Linked DNA regions of Pan troglodytes: region 2 is linked to region 1. The links are chromatin contacts, called in public Hi-C maps. All regions are on one chromosome and are shown on one strand. Each heading gives the region's core, a stretch centred on a gene start, on an enhancer-like site or on the middle of the called end of the contact. The rest is flanking DNA. Distances are from core to core; before and after follow the strand shown.

Region 1 (5,594 bases), core at 1,798-4,297:
AATATGGAACACTTCAATTTGCATGTCATTGTTGTGCAGAGGCCATGCTAATCTTCCTTGTATTCTTCAATTTTAGTGTATGTGCTGCTGAAACAAGCTCTCAATACTTTTTTTAAAAACCTTGAGTATTATGTGTTGATAACTATTCTATTTCATGTGTGTTGGCTCATTAAATCTCTTTATTCAATGTCTCAACACTTTATTTATCCATTTATTAGCAAAAAGGTCTTGCTCTGTTGCCCTAGCTAGATCGTAGTGGCTTGATCATAGCTCACAGCAGCCTCAAACTCCTGGGCTCAAGCAATCCTTCTGCCTCAGCCTCCTAAGTAGCCGGGACCACAGGTGTGTGTCACCAGGCCTGGCTAATTACAAAAATAATTTTCTTTTTTAGATACGGGGTCTCATTATATTGCCCAGCTGGTCTTGAACTGCTGACCTCAATCTATCCTTCCGCCTCAATCCAAAGTGCTAGGATTACAGGCATGAGCTATTGCTCTGGCCTTTGTTTTGTTTTCAATGCCTGTAGGGAATTATGTCAGTTCTTTAATAACAAAGCAAAGCATTATATGATCAAATTTTGAAAAATGAGATTTTTTTGTCAAAATGCCTAATGGGTCTTTTTTAGTCTTTATTACACTGTTATTTCCACAGTGACTTGTAATTAGGCGCTTAATATAGATTCTGAAAGGCTGTCAATACATTTAAATTTGTATATAGTATTTCAGTTTACAAAGCATCGCGATATATATCTCATTTATCTGGTTCAGAATATGTAGTTTGAATACACAATTATATTACAGCATATTTTTCCTTTCAGTTCTATTTTATTTATTTTTTTGAGATGGAGTCTTGCTCTGTCGCCCAGGCTGGAGTGCAGTGGTGCGATCTCAGCTTACTGCAACCTTCGCCTCCCGGGTTCAAGAGATTCTCCTGCCTCAGCCTCCCGAGCAGCTGGCATTACAGGCACCTGCCACCACACCCGGCTAATTTTTGCATTTTTAGTAGAGACAGGGTTTCACCATGTTGGCCGAGCTGGTCTTGAACTCCTGACCTCAGGTGATCCACCCACCTCGGCCTCCCAGAGGGCTGGGATTACAGGCATGAGTCACCGTGCCCCGCCTCAGTTCTCTTTTAAAGGGAATCTGTATTTTCAAGAATTACACACATCATACTCAAATATAAATCTGACATTGACCGAAGTTTGAAGTAGTAATGGCCAAGATCTTTCAAGCAGCAGCAAACTAATCTTGTTTAAGAGGAGGTATTATAGAATCATAAGCACAGAGGTCCAATAATTAGACCACACAGTGCTTACAAAGGATAGCCTTAGAAAGGTTCAGGTGTTTAGGTAGAGCCCTTCTCCCCTTCTCAAACCATTAACAAAAATAAAAATAAACAAAACAAAACTTTTCCTTGCAGGAAAATTTCCATGAACCTGTGGTTTTGGGGGCAAGGATGAGAGCAAGAGGCAAAAACTAGTTCAGAACCTAGACAACTAGTGGGGTCTGCAAACAAATCAAAACCAAGATAGGCATGGTTGGTGAGCATGTAAATTGGTATAGCCATTATGGAAGGCAGTATGGAGGCTCCTCAAAAAATTAAAAATAGAACTACAGTATAAACCATCTAGTATATACCATATATATCATATATGCATATGTACCATACATACAATATATACGTATATACCATATATTCTGGGTATATATCCAAAGAAAATGAAATCAGTATGTCAAAGAGATATCTGCATCACCATGCTCATTGCAGCATTATTCATAATAGCCAAAGTATGGAATCACTTAAGAGTGAACTGATGGATAAAGAAAACGTGAAATATAAAAATGTGGTATATGTATGTATATTTATATATATAATGAATACTATGCAGCCTTTAAAAAGAAGAAAATCCTGTCATTTGTGACAACATGGGTGAATTTATGCTAAGGGAAATAAGCCAGGCACAGAAACACAAATACTTCATGATCCCACTTATATGTAGAGTCAAAAAAAGTGGAACTCATAGAATTAGAGAGCAGAATAATGGCGGGATCTTGGCTCACTGCAACCTCTGCCTCCCAGGCTCAAGTGATCCTCCCATCTCAGCCTCTCAAGTAGCTGGGACTACAGGTGCCACTGTGCCTGGCTAATTTTTTTATTTTTTTGTAGAGATGGGGTCTCACTATGTTGCCCAGGCTGGACTCCAACTCCTGGGCTCAAGGGATCTGCCCGCCTCGGCCTCCCAAAGTGCTGGGATTACAGGCCTGAGCCACGACACCTGGCCGACCTTAAATATTCTTAGCACAAAATAAACATATGCACACAAGCACACAGGACTATGTGAGCTGATGGGTATGTTATCATTTCACAACATATACATCTATGAAAACATCACATGGTACACTGTAAATATATACAATTTTTATTTAAAGCTAGAAAAATTCTTTTAAAATAAACTAAAAAGGCAGTCCATAAGCTTCTGTTGAATGGATGAAAATCTCTACCATAAATATAAACATAATATGCAAAGGTATTAATAAGATTTGGAAGAAAACCTAAGAGAGTATTAACAGTAGTGACTACTGGGGATCACCGAGATACAAGGTATTAGGGATGGAAGGTTTACTTTTCTCTTTTTTTTTTTGAGACGGAGTGTCGCTCTGTCGCCCAGGCTGGAGTGCAGTGGCACGATCTCGACTCACTGCAACTTCTGCCTCCTGAGTTCAAGTGATTCTCCTGCCTCAGCCTCCTGAGTAGCTGGGACTACAGGCGCCCGCCACCACGCCTGGTGAATTTTCTGTATTTTTAGTAGAGACGGGGTTTCACCGTGTTAGCCAGGATGGTCTCGATCTCCTGACCTCGTGATCCGCCCGCCTCGGCCTCCCAAAGTGCTGGGATTACAGGCGTGAGCCACCGCGCCCGGCCGGAAGGTTTACTTTTCAATGGATCTTTGGGAAGTTTCAAAACATACATGCTCAACCTTTAAAAATTTCTCTAGGGGAAATCCCTTCTCCACATCCTATAGGTGTGCTTCCTTCTTCCTCTCCACACACTTCACTATCAAAACCTACATTACTTCCAACAGTCGACCCTCGAGGGAATAAGTCCCTGGTCTCCACGATCGGGACCAGCCAGTCCACACTGCCGACCCCTGAAAGGCGGTCTCAGCTGCTCGGTCAGCGAGAAAAAAAGCCGGCGAGGTCCTCGTCCTGCAGGCTACAGCGAAGACAAAAACCTCTGGTTACTGGCCTCAGGTGCAAGGCTGCTCCGCATTGGCAGCGCGGTACCATTCCTATTATTATTACGTAGTCTTGTTTCTTTCTGGGAGAAAGCACCTAGGGAGAGTTGGGCTGGCCCCGCAGGGCGCTCCGGGACACGCGTCCTCTGCAACGCCGCAGCCTGCGCCAGCGTTCGACCGGGACGACTCATCGAGGCCCGACTCGCATTTTTAGTTGTCAGATTCGCCACTTTTTGGTGTCAGAATTTAAAACAAAAATTCCAATTTCTCTATTTCAGAAGCTCTTTCTGTCCAGGAAAACACAAGCAGGACAGACTTCAGGTTTTTGAATTATTCGTCTCTTCTGGCCTCCACGGTATCTACATCCAGTGAGCGGGGACCGTGAGTCGAAAGCGACGACGCGGATGCTCAGGCCACCGTTCCCGGCGCGCAGTCGCAGCTGACCCTCGCTCCCGCCCCCGCCTGGAGTCCGACGTGGAAGTTGCTGGCTGACTGGGCTTGCGAGGAAACCGCCTCGGAGCTGCAGCCGAAGGCCAAGGAATCACTGAAGATCGGCGAGGGAGGACAGGGGGTTCATCATGGGTGAGGGGTTCGAGAAGGGCACCTGGGCGCGCTCGAGGGAGCCGCGGCCGAGGGCTGGGGTGCAGAGGAGGAGAGGGGCCGGCCAGGATACCCTAGAGTAGCCAGCTCCTCAGGGGGCGGGTCGCGGAGGACTTGACATACTTTGGATCTTCATCTGTAGGGGTGGATCCGGCCTCTCGCGTTCTCCTCCGCCCTCTCTCGGTTCCGCTTCAATCCCGCGGAGTCCAGGGAGCCGGACAGCTTGGGGACGTCCGCAGAGCCTGGGTTCGAGTTCTTTACCCTTATCATGAAGTTTTCCCTCATCCCCAGCTCCACTTGCTGGGCAGAGTTGTTCTTGCGGAGGCTGGCAACGCGTCAGTCGCAGGTTCGCCGAGGTTTCTTGGTGAAAGATGAGCTGCGGCCCCAGAGTGGAAGCTTAATTATTCTCTTTACCAGGGGCGCTGGGACGGCGTCAGTTTGAAAAACCTGAGAGCAGGTGTTGCTTATGTTGTTTTATGGCCAGTTTGGCATTTGTCTGCTAATCTGCTGTAGCGTTTAATGTAATAATACGGGTATTTCTAGTCGGCGAATGAAATTTTATTCTCAGTTCTTGGCCCGCTGATTGAGGGAACTGCATTCTCACAAGCATCAGGTAACACCCTCGCCCCGCTAGAACCCAAGTGAGGGTGCACATTCTTTAACTCGTTTCTCACCCTCCAAATGAAGGTGCAGATTCTTTGGCTTGGTTAAATCCCTCCACAGTTTTCTGGGGAGCATACTTCTTGCTCCCAAGCATCACAGGCGCTGTCCTGTCTTCCATAACCGCCTTCAGTTTTGTTCCGCCTCTCTTCTACCTGTAAATGGTAGAAAGGACTTTGTCAAGTCACACCCATTCTGTTGAACTTTCCCAAGGTTCTCTAGCCCATGGTGTTGTTCATTTTTCAACTCGCAGCTCTTAGTTATGCCATGTCTTTGCCAAATAACAGTGTGGCGTCACTTCTGATGTTAACTATTTTTTTTGTATTAATGTAACTTGTTTTTAATCTTCTCTAATGGCTCTGGATGGGAAAAGGACTGTGCTTTTTATACTACACAATACTTGGTGTACAGGAAGCTTTCTGGGAATATTTTGTGATGCATTGGATAGAGCTTTATTATTTTTAAAAGTGGGTTTTTTGTCAAAAATAGTTACTGTTTTCAGCTTTTTTCTCAATTTCTTGTACTAGCTCTATTGCTTCGTGGAGAACTCTGATTGAAGTTGGTTATAGTGGTACTGCTGCTGTACAGTACTTTTCCTGTGCGAGGATTACATTGTCCCACTCTCCTCCTTACTGGCCCCTTGGTTTTTAGGGGTAGTGAGGGGATCATGCTCAAATATTCCTATTCTGCTGATTAGAAAATGAGATTCCCAAAGGCCGCGGCCATATTTCTCTTATTATTTGGTTTATCTTCTGTGCCTGCATGACACAGTAGTAACATAACTAAGGACATAGTAACATAACTAATTACTTGTTTGATATTGAATAATATATTTCATTGGGAGGAAAAATATGCACCTACGCATCCAGGAAATTATAATATTTAATTTGGTATTTAGCTCTCAAAGGACAAGGTTAGATGTTTTGTATACCTAGTTCACAAAATGACATTGTGTATGTTTTTTCTTTTATTATTTTTTAGGTGGCTTTTTCTCAAGTATATTTTCCAGTCTGTTTGGAACTCGGGAAATGAGAATTTTAATTTTGGGATTAGATGGAGCAGGAAAAACCACAATTTTGTACAGATTACAAGTTGGAGA
Region 2 (5,594 bases), core at 1,684-4,183, 420 kb before region 1:
ACTGTTCAGATGTGGAGAGTTTAAAATCATTTCCAGGCCAGGTGAGGTGGCTCCCAGCATGTTGGGAGGCCAAAGTGGGAGGATTGCTTGAGCCCAGAAGTTCAACACCAGCCTGGGCAACATAGTGAGACCCTGTCTCTACAAAAAATTTAAAAAAATAATTTCCACAAATTATGCATTTACATACTACTAATGTTCTTGAAGTGCATATTTAATCAGTTAATTCTCCTGCTGAAAACCTCATTGCTTTCAGAACAAGGCTAAATGTTAATTTTCTTAAAATTTTCCAACACTAAAAATGTCCCAGGCACTTGAGCATTTTCATGTGTTATTTTACATAACCCTCCTAACTGTATAAGGTAGCTACTACAGGTATATCATATTGCACCCACATTTATTTTACTCAAGTTCAACCATACTGCCTGAGGAGGGGGAAAAGGGAGTGAACAAGAGCAAGTTCTCTAGAAGAAAGGACTTAGACAATGCTCCTGACCTCCCTTGAGGCTGTCTAGTTGGAGCCTAAAGATAAAGGAAAAATTTAAGGGTAATTCATACTACAACAAAGCATACTTTTTAAGAAGGACAGGTTCTAGGCAAGGCTAGGACTAAAGTGAGGACAGTGAAGCACTTGTCTTGGGTGCAAAATCCGAGGGAACTCCAAAAAACTCACTAATCAAGAGGAATAATATTTTAATGCTATATATATATATATATATATATTTTTTTTTTTTTTTTTTTTTTTTTAGACGGAGTTTCACTCTTGTTGCCCAGGCTGGAGTGCAATGGCGCGATCTCGGCTGACCGCAACCTCTGCCTCCCGGGTTCAAGTGATTCTCCTGCCTCAGCTTCCTGAGTAGCTGGGATTACAGGCATGTGCCACCATGCCCTGCTAATTTTGTATTTTTAGTAGAGATGGGGTTTCTCCATGTTGGTCAGGCTGGTCTCAGACTCCTGACCTCAGGTGATCCACTCGCCTCAGCCTCCCAAAGTGCTGGGATTATAGGCGTGAGCCACCGTGCCCAGCCTAATGCAATATTTTTAAAAAATCAAAATTAATGGTTGGGCGCAGTGGCTCATGCTTGTAATCCTAGCACTTTGGGAGGTCAAGGCAGGTGAATCACTTGAGGTCAGGAGTTCAAGACCAGCCTGGCCAAGATGCTGAAACCCCATCTCTACTAAAAATGCAAAAATTAGCCGGGGGTGGTGGCATGTGCCTGTAATCCCAGCTACTCAGGAGGCTGAGTCAGGAGAATTGCTTGATGCCAGGAGGCGGAGGTTGCAGTGAGCTGAGATCACGCCACTGCAACCCAGTCTGGGCAACAGAGCAAGACTCTGTCTCAAAAAAAAAAAAAAAAACACCCAAAAAACAAAAAAAAACAAAAAACATTACTGAAGAATATCCATGAAAAGCAAAACACCCAAACTTTATGTTTTATTTTACGTTTAAAATTTTTTTTTTCTTTTAATTGGAACAGGGTCTATGTTACCCAGGCTGGTCTCAAACTTCTGGGCTCCCAGACTCCTGGGCTCAAGCTATCCTCCCACATCGACCTCCCAAAGTATTGGGATTACATGCATGAGCCACCACACCCAGCCCCGATATCAAAACTATAAACAAAGACAGAATCTCACTCCAAACTTGCATGACTCATTTCACAGTACCTTCCCCTAATCTTGGCCCTGTTCTACAGCCTAAGTACCTGGTTCAAATCTCAATTCTGTCATTTACTATTTGTGTGATGTTAGATAGTTACTTTTTTTCATCACAGTTTCTTGATCTGTAGAATGGGGATAATAATGGTATCTCCATTATAAGATTATTGTGAGGATTAGATGAGCTGGGCACATGGCAGATGCTACATAAATGTTGGCCGTTATCCTGAGAGTCCTGTTGAGTGGCAGATGTTTTTATATCTGTTACCATGCTTTTTTACCCCTTCCGATTAAGTCCTCAGATCTGTTATCATGCTTGAAAAGACCTCAGAACTATATGTGTCTTGTACAACTGCAATAATCTTTTGCCATGTACATATAGCATATATCAATCATCTTTTTTAAAAGAAGGATTAAAAGAAGTGACAGCAAAGTGTAAAAAATCTTGCCTTGGATTGGAGTGAAGCTAACCCCTTTTGCAAGTCTGTTAATTCCACCTGACCATCAAACTGAGGGTGCGAATTTGAGTATTTCCTGAAGCTGGCTCCCAAGATATTTTTAAAAATGCTTTGAATGATGGCAACATTAGATAAGTGTATTGTTTCCCAGGGTGACTAGGAAAAAATCTTATTAACCAGGGTGCATTGGGATTAAGAAAAAGATCTCCCTTTCGTAAATCAGAGGCACCAAGGAAAGGATCTCGTGGGAAAAACCTGGTGTCAAAGTCGGATTACCTGGCTACCCCTGAGCTGGTTCCCCTCCAGTTCATCGCATGATTTCTATCGTAACAACTCTTGTATTTAGTGGTTTACATGTTTATCTCCCCCACTAGACTCTCTGAGAACAGTAGCCAGGTCTAGTTCATTTTTGAATACCTGACACCAAGCACTATGCCACCTAACAGGCACAAATTACATATTTAACGACTAAATGAATGAATGAAATTCGGTTTTGGCAGATTTAACCCAAAGGTTTCCTCTTTCAAACAATATAGTTGGGGGTTGGAGGAAAGGAGCCACATACAGCATCTCCTTTTAGCACTCTGCAGAGAATGCTAAGTGCAGAGAAGGTTTTATGCACAAAAATATTCATGGCATTATAGTATCGTCTATGGCACAGTCTCGACGCAGAGGGCAGTTTTCTCTTGGTCGTCTGCCCAACCGGGTAAGTGGATCCCAGCTCAGCTCCGCCCCTCCCAGCCCAGCCCTCAGGGCCCGCTGCGCAAGCGCAGGTGGGGAGGGCGCGCACCTTCCCTATGCCCCTCCGTCCTCCAGGTGGCGCTGGAGACCCCGCCGCCGCCGCAGCCGCCTCTCGCCCGGCCAGACCCGGGCGGCGCCGGCCGCCTCGCCGGCCGCAGGTCCGCCTCCGCCGCGCCGAGGGCGTGGGCTCCCGGCTCCCGGAAGCGGCGGCCGCGGCGCGGAGCCGAGCGGGCGTCCGTCGCCGGAGCTGCAATGAGCGGCGCCCGGAGGCTGTGACCTGCGCGCGGCGGCCCGACCGGGGCCCCTGAATGGCGGCTCGCTGAGGCGGCGGCGGCGGCGGCGGCGGCGGCTCAGGCTCCTCGGGGCGTGGCGTGGCGGTGAAGGGGTGATGCTGTTCAAGCTCCTGCAGAGACAGACCTATACCTGCCTGTCCCACAGGTATGGGCTCTACGTGTGCTTCTTGGGCGTCGTTGTCACCATCGTCTCCGCCTTCCAGTTCGGAGAGGTGAGTAGCGGCGCCGCAGCCTGGACCGGGCGCCTCGACCCTGCACTGCCCTCGCCGTGCCCCGCGATGCCCCGATACAGTATGTATTTTTTCATTATTAGAGACGGGGTTTTGCCATGTTGCCCAGGCTGGTCTCGAACTCCTGAGCTCAGGCGATCGCCCTGTCTCGGCGTCCCCGAGTGCTGGGATTACAGGCGTGAGCCACCGCGCCCGGCCAAATACAGTATTCTTTATCATAAACGTGTGCAGAGACTATGAGCAAGTCAGAACTGGAAAAAGGCATGTATGTGATTTTAGATATTGCTCCCTCGCCCACCGTTTTTTAAAAATAGAGACGGAGGTCTCCCTATGTTGCCCAGGTTGGTCTGGAAGTCCTGGGCTCAAGTGATCCTCCCTTCTTGGCTTTCTAAAGTGCTGGGGTTACAGGCATGAGCTACCGCACCTGGCCCAAGAAAGCCACTTTTAGCAACGGGGAGGAAAGCTGTATTTTTAAGTGGTTTGAAATCTGTTCCTTAGTTTTAGTTTTTTTTTTTTTTGGTAGGAGGTTGCAAAAGGTTTTAAAATTTAACAGAGTAGTTTTTAGAAATGCCACAGTATACATTTGCTTGAAGTCTTTACCCATGCTGGATTGTAAGCTCCGTAAGAGAAGGTGCTGTCTGTAAATACTGTAACCCTGGCCCAAGCACAGTGCCAGGTACTGCCAGAGTATGCAGTGCAAGTGTTTGTTTAATGGCTAAATTATATGGCATGAATTCTGAGCATGTACTTTTTTAGTAGTTCTTGGTTCTAGAGGCTGGGAAAAAATGTCTTACCATAAGGGTGAGAAAGCTCCAGATTTGTAAGTGTGAAATATGTACTTAATATTATAGTACTTGCTCGTCTTTGTTTCATGTGTTGCAACTTAATGTATCTGTGTGTAGTTAGGTGCCTTATTGCTTTTGTGTGATTTTTTTGGCCTTGATTAATTTTGAGTTAACTATTAAGTCCCATGCAGTGTGAAGATGACTTAAAGGCATCAGGTGTTAGAATTCTTCATTTTATTTTTTTGAGACAGAGTCTTGCTCTGTTGCCCAGGCTGGAATGCAGTGGCTCCATCTCGGCTCATTGCAACCTCTACCTCTCAGGTTCAAGAAATTCTCCTACCTCAGCCTCCTGAGTAGCTGGGACTACAGGCGCGTACCACCATGCACAGCTAATTTTTGTATTTTTAGCAGAGATGGAGTTTCACTATGTTGGCCAGGCTGGTCTCAAAACTTCTGACCTCAAGTGATCTGCCTGCCTTGGCCTCCCAAAGTGTTGGGATTACAGGTGTAAGCCACCACACCTGGCCCGAATTTTTCATTTTATATCCTTTTCTTTTTGCTTTCATTCCATGCTTGGCTGTTTACCAAAAGAGAGACATTTTGTTGCAGTCCTGAAATGGCCACAGATCATAAGGTTTGGAACAGACAAGAGAAATGAGAGGCAGACAGTGCCAACAGGTGTCATGAGAGGTGAAGGCAGCTGGCCTGTGGTTAACTTGTAAGGCATAATGGAAAAGAGGAGCTGCATGATTAGGCAGATTTGGCCTTGATTGCTGGCTCCAGTTGATAATGATCATAATAATAGCTAATACTTATATTGGTCTTAACAGGTATCAGGCACTCTCTTAATTGCTTTACATATGTTAACTGATTTAATCCTCACAACATCACCCCTGTGGGATAGGTGCTATTATTATACCCATTTTATAGGTGATGAAATGGATGCATTTGCATAACAATCCAGCTAATTTGTGGCAGAGCTGGGCTTCAAACCAAGCCAGGCTGGCTCTGAGCTGTGCTTTTTTGTTTGTTTGTTTTTTGAGATGGAGTCTCACACTGTCACCCAAGCTGGAGTGCAATGGCGCAATCTCGGCTCACTGCAACCTCTGCCTCCCGGGTTCACGTGATTCTCATGTCTCAGCCTCCCGAGTAGCTGGGATTACAGGTGCGTGCCACCACACCTGGCTAATTTTTTGTATTTTTAGTAGAGATGGGGTTTCACTATGTCGGCCAGACTGGTCTGGAACTCCTGACCTCATGATTCGCTTGCTGTGGTCTCCCATGGGATTACAGGCATGAGCCACCACGACCAGCCTAAGCTGTGCTCTTGAGCACCCCTTTTTATGGTTTCTCAAACAGCCCAGGCTGTTCCTTGTCTGATCTTGGGAAGGATATTTAACCTCTCTGAGCTTCCTCATCTTTGAAATGGAGGCC

The links. A called contact is a pair of places that touch in the nucleus more often than the background predicts.
Region 2: a contact with region 1 is called in a Hi-C map of stem cell-derived neural progenitor cells, with 5 times the contacts expected there. The contact joins the promoter of GNPTAB here to the promoter of ARL1 in region 1. A contact is called at or near these places in 2 of 7 Hi-C or Micro-C datasets (induced pluripotent stem cells and stem cell-derived neural progenitor cells) and 1 of 1 datasets of contacts at active chromatin or transcription factors (stem cell-derived excitatory neurons).

What each region holds. Positions count from the first base shown.
Region 1 is chr10:108,236,433-108,242,026 of NHGRI_mPanTro3-v2.0_pri, reverse strand. ARL1 (ADP ribosylation factor like GTPase 1) reads left to right here and starts at 3,047. Exons shown (of 6, transcript XM_016924044.4): 1 at 3,047-3,817; 2 at 5,477-5,594. The coding sequence starts at 3,814. LOC112205099 (U6 spliceosomal RNA) reads right to left here and starts at 100; the gene lies at 1-100.
Region 2 is chr10:108,654,911-108,660,504 of NHGRI_mPanTro3-v2.0_pri, reverse strand. GNPTAB (N-acetylglucosamine-1-phosphate transferase subunits alpha and beta) reads left to right here and starts at 2,933. Exons shown (of 21, transcript XM_001155334.7): 1 at 2,933-3,357. The coding sequence starts at 3,241.